4 separate regions of the Sus scrofa genome follow, and regions 1, 3 and 4 are each linked to region 2. A link is a contact called in public Hi-C data. All regions are on one chromosome and are shown on one strand. Each heading gives the region's core, a stretch centred on a gene start, on an enhancer-like site or on the middle of the called end of the contact. The rest is flanking DNA. Distances are from core to core; before and after follow the strand shown. Region 1 holds the start of IQCK (IQ domain-containing protein K). Region 2 holds the start of GPRC5B (G-protein coupled receptor family C group 5 member B). Region 3 overlaps C3H16orf62 (UPF0505 protein C16orf62 homolog). Region 4 overlaps C3H16orf62 (UPF0505 protein C16orf62 homolog).

Region 1 (2,700 bases), core at 105-2,604, 150 kb before region 2:
AGCTCTGTACCTGGCACAGAGAAAGGGCTCCATAAATACTGAATGAAGGAACAAATGCTAGAAACACAGAGATGAACAAGAAATGAACCTCCATCAAGAAGCAGGTAGATATGAATGGGAAGAAGTGTCTAACATCGACAGTACAGGTGATAAAAGCCCAGTGGTAAGGTCAGAGGAAGAGAGGTCATTTACTCTGGGAAACTTGCTGTAGAAGAAACGTTTCTGGCTTGGGCAAGTGCAAGACAGTGGTGCTAATCCCTTAGACAAAGAACCTGCAGGTGGGGGTGTTTGGGGGGGGGCTGGAGGAGAGAGGCTGGTTGGAACAGATGCCTTGGGATCTCCATGTGGAGATGTTCAGTGGGCAGGGGGATGTGCGGGTCTGAGGCTCAGAGGTGACTGGGCTGACAGGCGTGACATGCATTTAGGAACATATGGATGATATGTTGAATAGAACTAGCTGAGATTGAACCTTAGGAAACGCCAACATTTAAATGGGTGGGCAGAGGAAGAGGGACCTGCAGAAGAATGGGAGAAGGTGCAAAGCTGGAGTGGGTGGAGTCAAGAGTGCCTCAAACGGAGGAATGGTCAAGAGATCGGATTAGAACAAAGAAGCCAAGGGGAGGCCATCACCAACTTTACCCTCTCCTCACCCATCCCTGAACGGACACGGTAGCATCCTCCTCTTTAGTACTGAAATTCCTTCCCTTCGACCCTGCGATCCCAAATGTATCCACTCCTTCAAGGACAAGGGAAGAAGAAAGGAACCTTACAGTGTCTCCTGCGAACACAAATGCTTTCTCCAAAAGCGCTTTCAAATTCTCGCGGTAGCTTCGTGAGGATCCGTGTGAGTAACCCATCTCAGAGACAGAGACTTGGAGGCTTTCATTCACTCGCCCTGGGTCCCAAAGCCAGCAAGGAGCAAAATAGGGATTCGAACCCAGCCCACAGAACTTCAGAGCCTCTGCAGAGTCAAGAGCAGGAAGCAAGGGAGCCAGGAGGCGAGACTGCTCCCTCAAAGGCTCCCCCGCGCCCAAGCTTCTGCACAAACACAGAAGGAGGAATTAACGCTGGGACCCGAGCCCAGCTCCAAGGCGGGAGAACTTCCTGGGGGCGGCCTCAGGCCGGGGCAAGCGTACACCACAGACTGAGGGAACACGGATCTGGAAGTGCAGGTCGCTCCCGGGACCACCGGCTCGCCGCACGGGTTCTCAGGCTCGGTCTCCAGCCCCCGCGCCTCCCCGCCTTCCTCGCGCCCTCGGCACTCACCCGTGGGCCAAAATTCCCCGCCTCCACGTGAGAGCCCGCGCCGCCGTGACCCGGAAGTCAATCTCGACTCGCGGGGCCGGCCCCGCGAGATACGTCTCCTTCCGGGGCGCGGCCGTGCGTGGAGCGCGGTTGCCGTGGAAACCGCGGCCATGGCGGCGCCCGGGTTGGGAGGCCGCACCGCCCAGTGCTCAGAAGGAGTCGTCTCGGCGGAATCATCCGTCACCGCCAGAACGCCAGTGTCGGTCGTATCCCACGTGTCCCTCGAGCTGCCGGTCTCGCCGGGGCAGGTTGCAGAGCCGCCCAACAAGAACCTGTGGGAGCAGATCTGTGAGGGTAGGCAGCCTGGGCCGGCCGAGATGGGGGAACTCAGGCAGCCCCTTGGGGGCCGCGCGTCTTGGGAACCTTCTGTGCGCCAGGAGGCTGACCTTCCAGCAGCCTTGCAGGCAGCCTCGCCGCGCGCCCGCGGACAGGCTCCAAGAGGCTTGCCTGAGGTTACGCCTCGCAGCCTCCAGCATGGATCCATAGTCCGGTCGAAGGCAGGGGAATGCGGGATAAAGGGAACCAGGTGGTGTGGACCATTGGTGCCCCAGTCTCACTTAGTGAACAAGAAAGAATCGCAGGTGTTGATGAGGAGCTTGTTGAAAACATAGGTTCCCAGCCTGCTTTACATGTAGACAGTCTGGCCCACACGTTGAGCAAGCGTGGTCCAAGACAGACTTGGCTTTAACCCTCCTCTACTTCTCACCTCCCTTAAAATCCCCAAGCGCAGTTTAGCTCACCCTCTTTTATGGGGCCCTGCGTACCCTTGGTCCTGAGGCCCAAAGTACTCTTCACAGACATGGGACCAGTGAGGCATACCACCGGGATGTTGCAGGTTGGGTTCCAGACCACTGTCCGTGGTAAAGCCAGCACGGGAGTTTTTTGTTTTCCTACTGCATATGAAAGTTCAGTTTATATCTAAGTTCCCTTCCGGCGCAGCGGATTAAGGATCCGGCGTTGCCGCAGCTGTGGTCCAGGTGGCAACTGTGGTGTCGGTTCAGTCCCTGGCCTGGATGCTCCACATGCCTGGGTGCCAGCAAAAAAAAAAAATTGTGTTTACACAATACTGCAGTCTGTTAAGTGTATGGTATGATAGCATGTCTGAAAGAACACTGTACATCTCAGTTGGGAAATACTTTATTGCTTAAAAAAAAAAAGCGTCATCTTTTTTGCAGTAGTAACAACAAAGACCACAGTTCACCAAGACAAATATAATATTAATGAAAAAGTTTGAAATATTGTGGGGATTACCAAGTGTGACAGACACAAAGTGAGCAAATGCTGTTGAGAAAATGACACTAATGGTAATTATTATTATAAACATGATAATAACCTTGCTTGACACAGGGTTGCCCCAGATCTTCAATGTGTAAAAAAAAACTCAGTACCTTCTAA
Region 2 (2,700 bases), core at 8-2,507:
TTGCAAGGATCCCCAGTTCCTCCAGGGCTCTCTTTGCTCAGGTGCCCCCCCCCAACCTGGTGCAGTTGAGCAGCCAATGTGGCGCGTGGCCCGGGGCCCCAGGCGGGGACGCCGCTGCCCGCCACGCTCCAGGGGCCTTTGTCCGCGCTCCAAGGAGCCGCCCCTTAGCGAACTGGGGACAAGTTGCGGAGTGGGGGGTGGGAGGTGGTATTGGCGAGGCCTGGGAGTGACAGAGCTAGGGAAAGAACCTTCCGGCTGTGCTAGAGTCCTCCTCCGGAGCAAGGTCGGCACCCCCCTCCCTGGCTAGTTAACCAGCTCCCTCCCACCCCACCCCCAGCCCGCCAAGGCGGGTGCAAGCAGTAAGGAACCTGGGATGCAGAGGACTGGAACCCCGTGTCCGCCAAGGGGTGGGGATGCAGCACTGGGCTGGCTCACCTCTAGCCAGGCTGGAACAGAAAAGCTAGCCGACCCCTCTCCCCCGCCATTGTATGCAGCTGCCCCTCAATTGTCCCCCGGTCCCAGGTCTCAGCTCTGCCTCTTTTGGCCTGCAGTGTCCCCCTCTTGGTCCCGTAGTGCGCAGCCACGGCCGGCTGGGAGCTTGGCCCCTAGCCCCTGCGGCAGGTGCGGCAGCTCAACCCCAAAGCTCGGCCCCTGTGCCCCCAGCTCCGTCTGCCCTGCGTGTGGTCAGGGCCCACCGGCTTGCCACGCAGCCCCCAAACCTGCCCGCGGCTGCCCTCACAAATCACCCGGGCACGGCTGGGCTCCTTTACATTCCCAGTTGACCTTTGCCTCTGGTGGCCCCAGGACCCTCCTCAGGGACTTGGATCTCCTCCCGGTCCGGGTACACCCCTCCCCCCGAAAGGTCCCAACCCCCCACCCCACCCTCTGCGGCTCCTCTCTCTCTTGGCACTGTAGTCCCCCCCTCCAATCCCCCATCTCACCCAGCAGATTAACCCCTTGGGGGGCCTTAGCACAGAAGCAGACCTCACCTCAACCCTCCCAAGTCCGGGCGGGAAAAGTTTCTGGGGTCCCCGCAGCGCCTCCACCCCACCCGCGCCGCTCGCACTCACCGACCCCCGCGGCCCCGAAGCGCCGACGCTCCCGCTGGCCCTCGGCTCTAGTCACATCTCTGCAGCGCCGCCGTGGCCCCAGCCCCGCGCGCGCCCGCCCGCCAGCCTGTCCGGCCTCACTGCATCGCACTCAGGAGCCGCTGCCGCGCGAGGCGCCCCCTGGCCCGGCCAGCGCAGCTGCAGCCGCCACGACCCCGCCCCTCCAGCCGGCCCGCCCCCTGGAGCTCCGCCCCCCGGAGCCTCCGAGCCCCGCCCCCGGCGGGGCCGCCGCAGGGCTGCTTGTTCCCAGTTGAATTCCGCTCAAGCTCCTCGCTCTTGGCCGGCGGCGCTGTGAGACGAGCCCCCTGCAGCGTCCCCGATTCGAGAATACTCCCTGCATATCCACAGTGCGCCCATAAGCAGTCTGGACATGCCGGACACATCCGCAGGTTGATGTACTTGCGGAAACACACACACGGAGCCCCCCAGCTCAGCACATTCTCCTACGTGGCTTCCTAAACAGAGACTTCCCCACTATATCCCAGCAAGAGCCGGGGCGCAGAGAGGATTCCGCCGCGCTCCTTCCAAAGTCACAAATGCCCCAGTATCCAACCAGGCAGCCCCTTCCCGCCTGGGCACACTCTAAATCCTCGCCCCTCCCAAAGGACTCTTGTCCCTTCACGTATCCTGAGCCCTACACCCGCGTCCTTGGCCGCCCCCAAACATACTCGAACGTCCACGGAGTACTCCTCACATGGGTCCATGCTCAGGATCCCACCACCGCCGCCACACACATCACACGCATTCGTCCACGATCTCCCTGCGCACACACCTGGCACTCCGCAGACGCTCAGGGCACAGGAGGGACGCGCGCCCATGGGGTAGCCACGGGACCTGCTCGAAGAAAGTGGTTCAGGGCGGCTGGGACCTCGACACAGAGTCTGGCTCCTGTCCGAGGTCAGCATGAGCCTACCCGGCCTGGGAGCTGCTCTCCAGCTTCAGACCAGCTTCCCCAGGTCTTCCTTCCAAAGTCCCCAGAACTTTGAGGACCCCTCTGTGCTGTGGATAAGACGCCCCCACCCCACCCCCCCATCTTGGCCCTACAAGACACAACAGGGGGAGGTACGCAGGAAGGTGGGTTGCCGAATAACACTCCCTTCTGGGGACAGCTGCAGACCCTGATCTTTGGGGAGCACTGACCTTTCAGATATTCGCATCCCTACCTTCGAGCCTGCGGCCAGGCCAAGGCGGTTTTCTATGGTCAGGCGACGTACCATTCGGACCTGCATCTTTCCAAACAACTCATCTTAAGTTTAAGGAAAAATGGAGAAGTACCACGAAACCAAAAAATTCCCGGTTTTATTGGCTGACGTATCCTCAGCGCCTGGAATAGGGTCTGGCACTCAGGAGACGATCTTTAGACATTTGCGAGACGACCCCTCCTCAGAGTCCGGGAACTGGAAAACTGGAACATGGATGGGTACCGCCCCCTTGTGGTGTCTAGTGGAACTGACGCCGAGATTCCTTTCTTTCCTTCTGTAATCCTGAGTAAATTCACTTTTCCAAGCCATCAGCTGGCGTGGGAAAGCTGTTCCTGTGAATTGATTAATATTACAGTTGCAGTTATATTCCTTTCCCTAGCCCATTGTAC
Region 3 (2,700 bases), core at 143-2,642, 250 kb before region 2:
GCCGTTCTTTCGTTCTTTTTTTCTTTTCTTTCTTTTTTTTTTTTTTGGTCTTTTCTAGGGCCGTGCCTGCGGCATAGGGAGGTTCCCAGGCTAGGGCTCCAATCAGAGCTGTAGCCGCTGGCTTATACCACAGCTCACAGCAACACTGGATTCCTTAACCCACTGAGCAAGGCCAGGGATCGAACCTGCAACCTCATGGTTCCTAGTCGGATTCATTAGCCACTGAGCCATGACAGGAACTCCCCTCTTTCCTTTTAATAGCTGAGTAATATTCCATTGTGTATATGTACCACATCTTCTTGATCTGCTCCTCTGTTGATGGACATTTGGTTTGTTTCCATGTCTTGGCTATTGTGTATAGTGCTGCTGTGAACACTGAAGTACATGTGTCTTTTTGCGTCATGGTTTTCTCTGGATAGAGGCTCCAGAGCGGGATTGCTGGGGCTGCACTTTTAAATCGCATTTTCAGAGAAGGCCTGGGAAGTTGATGTGTGTGCAAGTACTTGAAGGGGGTGAGAGCTGAGTCACATGCTGGCATTGTGGGGCCAGGTTAGGATCTAGAAACAGCTGATGCAAAGACCCCAGGGGTGGGAGCAGGCCTGGCAGGAGAACCGAGAGGGCAGGGTGGCTGGAAGGTTGTGAGCAGGGGTGGGGGCGAGGGTGGTAGCCCAGGAGCTGCCATGGCCAGAGAGCCTGCTGGGTCGCAGAGGCCATGATAAGGACTTGGGCTTTGACCCTGAGGGTGTGAGGAGCCATGGCGGGGCGGGGGTGGGGGGAAGCAGAGAAGGTGCAAGTCCTGATTTTTTTTTGTTTTCTTTTTATGGCTGTACCTGCGGCTTGGAGATTCCCAGGCTAGGGGATAGAATCCGAGCTACACTGCTGGCCTATGCCACAGCCATGGCAACGTGGGATCCGAGCCTCATCTGTGACCCACACCACAGTTCACGGCCGCACCGGATCCCCAACCCACTGAGCGAGGCCAGGGATCGAACCTGGATCTTCATGGAGACTAGTTGGGTTCGTTACCACTAATGAACATGCCAGGAACTCCCTAATTTGGGTTTTAATGGGCTCCCAGTGGCTGCCTTGTTGAGACTAGACTGTAGCTTGAGGGCAGGGGAGGGACCTAGTTGGGAGGCCGATGTGAAAAATGAGGGTGGCCTGGACCCGGGGACGTGGTGGAGAAGCAGGAAGGGATCACGAGTGGATGGTGCATGAGGCTCTCAGAATAGACATCAAGTCACACAGCACCTGGGCCTCAGCTAATCCTCACACCCCACCTACCCCCAGGGGGCGAGGACTTCAACCATCGAGGGAGGCTGGTGGCTGTGGCCGGTTCTCCTGACAGTTCTGTTTCTCTTGGTGAGTTAACACCCTGGCCTTGTGGTTTCCCTCGCCAGCCTCCTGCCAGTTGGTTTTGCATGAGTCAGCATCCTAGAACTGACCCTAGCTCTGGGCTGCCAATGAGTCTGCCAGCCTGGCCGGATCAAGAGGTTAGCCTTGTGAGAATTGGGGGCATCCCTTCTGCCAGCCTCTGCACACCTCAGCCAGTCAGGCGCGGGTGTAGATGCCTGCCATCCTCGCTGTGTCCCGGCGGTGACCCAGGCTGGGAGTTGAGACTAACGGGGATAAACCCCCAGCAAATAATGTCCTTGGGCCTGACTCTGTCCTCGGAGCTCCTGTGATCTTCAGTCACACGGACCTCATCACGGCTCCACGAGGTAGGGTCTGTACTTGCCCCCTTTTCACAGGTGAGGAACCTGAGGCACAGGAAGTAAAGCAGCTTGCCCGGGTCCCCAGGGTAGTGAGGGGTGGAGCTGGAACTCGTTGAGTTCTCTCTCTGCAGGCAAAGCACCTGCTTTATTGCTGTTGAACTTGGCTCATGGGGGAACTTCTTTCCATGAAAACTGCAAATGTCAGTACCTCTGACCCATCAACTTCACCTCTGAGAATTCATCTCAGCAACCTGAGTGACCGTCCATAGGGGAGCAATGAAACAGATGACAGCATGTTGGAGAACTAGGAGGCCTCTGAGAAAGAGTGAGGATGGCCCGGGGTCCCATGCAGAAGGATCCCTGGGGTATGTCATCACGTGAAAAGCTCAAGGTGCAAGATCGCTGTAGAGGATGTCCTATTTTGTGTAAAAAAGGAGGCAAGAAATCATATACTCAGTTGTATTCACATGTATTTGCCTAAAGAAACATTGGAAAGATACGCAAGAAACTATCAAGAGTGGGACCCTCAGACAGTGGCTGGGGCTGTGATCTGGGTGGGACAGGCTGAGAGAGAAACATCATTCATTTCCTTCTGCAGCCGTGTAAAATTTTGAACAGTGGGCACACTCATAGCGCTCTTAGGGCTGCCCAGGTCTGGATCCGATGCAGGTAGCTCTTCCCAGGACTGCGAGGCAGCCTGTGTGCAGGTGCTCCAGGACACGTGGGGATGCTTTAGGGCTTGTGAGGAGTTTTCACCTTTTAAAAACAAAGTGGGAGTTCCTGTGGTGGCGCATCGGAAACGAATCTGACTAGGAACCTGAGGTTGCGGGTTTGATCCCTGGCCTCGCTCAGTGGGTTAAGGATCTGTCTTTGCCGTGAGCTGTGGTATAGGTTGCAGAAACCACTCAGATCTGGTGTTGCTGTGGCCATGGCCGTGGTCGTTGTGTAGACTGGCAGCTGCAGCTCCAATTGATCTGTAGCCTGG
Region 4 (2,700 bases), core at 113-2,612, 240 kb before region 2:
AGAAGTAAGTCACAGTTCCCATTGATGGGGGAGCGGATGTGGCCCGAGGTGCCGGGTGTCCCGTGCTAGGAAGCGCGGGGCCCAGGGCAGGGAATCAGTGTCAGGGGAATCCAGACATGGCAGATGGGTCCACACGGTCACGGAGCGACCAGTCGCTGGAAAATAATTGGGAGACAAAAATTATTAAATTAGTAAAACTAATGTAACCTCAAGGAGGAAAAAAGTAGCGAGACCCCAGCACTGAGCACATGGTAAAGAGAAGAGAAACCATTCAAAGAATGAATTGTGTCCCGAGAGAAAGACTCTCATTACATAGCCTTCCAACACTCAAGCTTTGACCTTGATTTATTCCTGAAACTGTTTTTTTTTTTCCCCCTTCAGTGGAGGAAGTTGAGCTTCATTTTTATTTTATTTATTTATTCATTTTTTTGTTTGTGTATTTATTTATTTATTTATTTTTGCTTCTTTGGGCTGCATCCGTGGCATGTGGAGGTTCCCAGGCTTGGGGTCCAATTGGAGCTGCAGCCAACGGTCTGCACCACAGCCACAGCAACGTGGGATCCGAGCTGCGACCTACACCGCAGCTCACGGCAATGCCGGATTCCGGATTCTTAACCCACTGAGCGAGGTCAGGGATCAAACCCACATGCTCATGGATCCTAGTCGGGTTGGTTAAGAGCTGAGCCACGACGGGAACGCCCGTTCGTTTTTATTTTGAAGCTAAATGAGCGGAGTTCCAGCACGGAATGTGACGCTGTGCCGTCTTTTCGTCTCTAACAGGGGGATCTCAGAGTGTCTGCCGAGGCTGACCTGCATGATCCGGGGGATCGGGGACCCGCTGGTGTCGGTGTACGCCAGGGCCTACCTGTGCAGGGTAAGCACCATCCCCACTCTCCCGTGTGTGACCGTGTCCCCTCTCCTCGAATGGTGATGCTTCTGCCTCCCTGCTGCCTCACAAGTCACTGTAAGAACGACTTTATTAGCTGCTAATTTTAGGGCACAGCTTGTCCACAGAAATCCACTGAGCGGTAGGGTTCCTTTTAAAAATTAATTTCAAAGTAGACCCACTTAGCAGTCACTCTAATTAGGGGGCATTTAAGGTCACCTTCTTACCAATGAACTGGTTTTCAGAATTAATTGTTTCTCCCTTCTTGGCTGGGAGGGAGGCTCCCAAGGCCTTTCGGCTGATAGGTTGCTTTTCATTGACTTGAAACTTGCTCTCCCTTTGTCTTTGAATTCACTTGTCTCACTGGTTTCTTGGTCTCTATGTTAAAGAGTTGGCTCGGCGTGTGAGTTGGCACGGGCTGCCTGGCAGGGCGAGGCGCTCCTGGCGACAACGGCGGGCGGTGGGGGCTGTGTCGCCTGGCTTTGCAGGGCTGCTCCGATGGGTGAGGGTTGTAAATCACTCAGCCTTTCTCTCCTTTAAAGCCCTGTGAAGCTCCTACTTAAAACTAGTAAGACACGGAGGACAGACTTGTGTTTGCCAAGGGGGGAGGGAGAGGGAGTGGGATGGACTGGGAGTCTGGGGTTAGGAGATGCCAACTCTTGCATTTGGGGTGGATGGGCAGTGGGATCCTGCTGCATGGCCCAGGGAACTATGTATCTAATCACTTGTGATGTAGCACGATGGAGGATAATGTGAGAAAAAGAATGTGTATATATGTATGACTGGGTCAGTTTAGCATACACGAGAAATTGACAGACATTGTAAATCAATTATAATAAAAAAATTTAAATACTACTCTGCCATCAAAAAAATATATATATACACAAAAAAACTAGGAGTTCCTGTCGTGGCTCAGGAGAAATGAATCCATGAGGCTTTGGGTTTGATCCCTGGCCTCGCTCAGTGGGTTAAGGATCTGGTGTTGCCGTGAGCTGTGGTGTAGGTCACAGACTCAGCTTGGATCCCGTGTTGCTGTGGCTGTGGTATAGGTCAGTAGCTGTAGCTCTGATTCAATCCCTAGCCTGGGAACCTCCATATGCAGGTGTGGCCTTAAAGAGCAAAAAAAAAAAGCTAAGTAAGACTTTCAATTATGAAAAGTGCACCCCAGGGAGAATTTACAGGTCTTTTTTCTTTAAGTCATATGGGACCTTCGCCTCTCTCTGCTCTCAGCAGGAGTCCCTCTTGCTAGTTCCAGCAGTATCATTTAGAGAGGGGTTATTGTCCCCATTCTGGAGGGTTCTGATGAAACCCATTCTTCCTTGAGGACAACGCTACCATTGGAGACCACCCTCCACCCCTGGCTAGTGGTCCTTAATAAGTAATCCTGGGAAATTAGAAGACAGGGAGCATAACCTTCGATCTGCTTCTTTTACATGACATCCAGCCTGTGATAGAAGCCCTGTGGTCTCCAGCATCACAAAGAAATCAGTCATTGCCCTCAGCGTGAGTAGCTGGCAGAGAAAGAAAGAGAGAGACAGAGAGAGAGAGAGATGGAGAGAGGAAGAAAGAAAGAAAGAAGGGAAGGAGGAAGGAGAGAAAGAAAGCAAAGAACTTTTCCATTCTAAGGGCACCTGCTCCCTCATAGTAACAGAGGCCAAAGTGTTTATGCATCGCCATCTGTTTGAAACTTGGCGTGAAGTTTTCATGCAGGAATATCAGATATGTTTCCTAGAGCCTCAGCTTAGGAATATCTTGAAGCTTGAATGCTTCTTCCACGTCATTGTTTGCTGATGGCCTAATGTGTGCAAAACGCT

The links. A called contact is a pair of places that touch in the nucleus more often than the background predicts.
Region 1: a contact with region 2 is called in a Hi-C map of embryonic fibroblasts, with 2.4 times the contacts expected there. The contact joins the promoter of IQCK here to the promoter of GPRC5B in region 2. A contact is called at or near these places in 11 of 47 Hi-C or Micro-C datasets (brain, embryonic fibroblasts, epiblast stem cells and 6 more) and 1 of 2 datasets of contacts at active chromatin or transcription factors (skeletal muscle).
Region 3: a contact with region 2 is called in a Hi-C map of alveolar macrophages, with 3 times the contacts expected there. The contact joins the enhancer-like site here to the promoter of GPRC5B in region 2. A contact is called at or near these places in 1 of 5 promoter capture datasets (liver), 22 of 47 Hi-C or Micro-C datasets (alveolar macrophages, blood, brain and 13 more) and 1 of 2 datasets of contacts at active chromatin or transcription factors (skeletal muscle).
Region 4: a Hi-C map of brain shows a contact between it and region 2, with 11 times the contacts expected there. The contact joins the enhancer-like site here to the promoter of GPRC5B in region 2. A contact is called at or near these places in 1 of 5 promoter capture datasets (liver), 15 of 47 Hi-C or Micro-C datasets (brain, embryonic fibroblasts, epiblast stem cells and 9 more) and 1 of 2 datasets of contacts at active chromatin or transcription factors (skeletal muscle).

What each region holds. Positions count from the first base shown.
Region 1 is chr3:26,020,777-26,023,476 of Sscrofa11.1, reverse strand. It overlaps IQCK (IQ domain-containing protein K), which reads left to right and starts at 1,354. Exons shown (of 10, transcript XM_021086532.1): 1 at 1,354-1,599. The coding sequence starts at 1,416. It overlaps KNOP1 (lysine-rich nucleolar protein 1), which reads right to left and starts at 1,362. Exons shown (of 5, transcript XM_021086529.1): 1 at 1,267-1,362.
Region 2 is chr3:25,868,926-25,871,625 of Sscrofa11.1, reverse strand. It overlaps GPRC5B (G-protein coupled receptor family C group 5 member B), which reads right to left and starts at 1,257. Exons shown (of 4, transcript XM_021086531.1): 1 at 1,071-1,257.
Region 3 is chr3:26,121,918-26,124,617 of Sscrofa11.1, reverse strand. The region is part of intron 8 of C3H16orf62 (UPF0505 protein C16orf62 homolog); the gene reads left to right. Among named protein-coding and RNA genes, the nearest start is that of C3H16orf62, 34 kb to the left of the region's middle. Within about 2 kb of position 1,392, at least 2 of the 83 cell types and tissues checked have an H3K27ac peak or open chromatin away from gene starts, as enhancers often do. A contact at or near this core is called in alveolar macrophages, where this site is marked.
Region 4 is chr3:26,105,818-26,108,517 of Sscrofa11.1, reverse strand. C3H16orf62 (UPF0505 protein C16orf62 homolog) reads left to right here. Exons shown (of 31, transcript XM_021086527.1): 12 at 781-874. Among named protein-coding and RNA genes, the nearest start is that of C3H16orf62, 50 kb to the left of the region's middle. Within about 2 kb of position 1,362, at least 14 of the 83 cell types and tissues checked have an H3K27ac peak or open chromatin away from gene starts, as enhancers often do. A contact at or near this core is called in brain and omental adipose tissue, where this site is marked.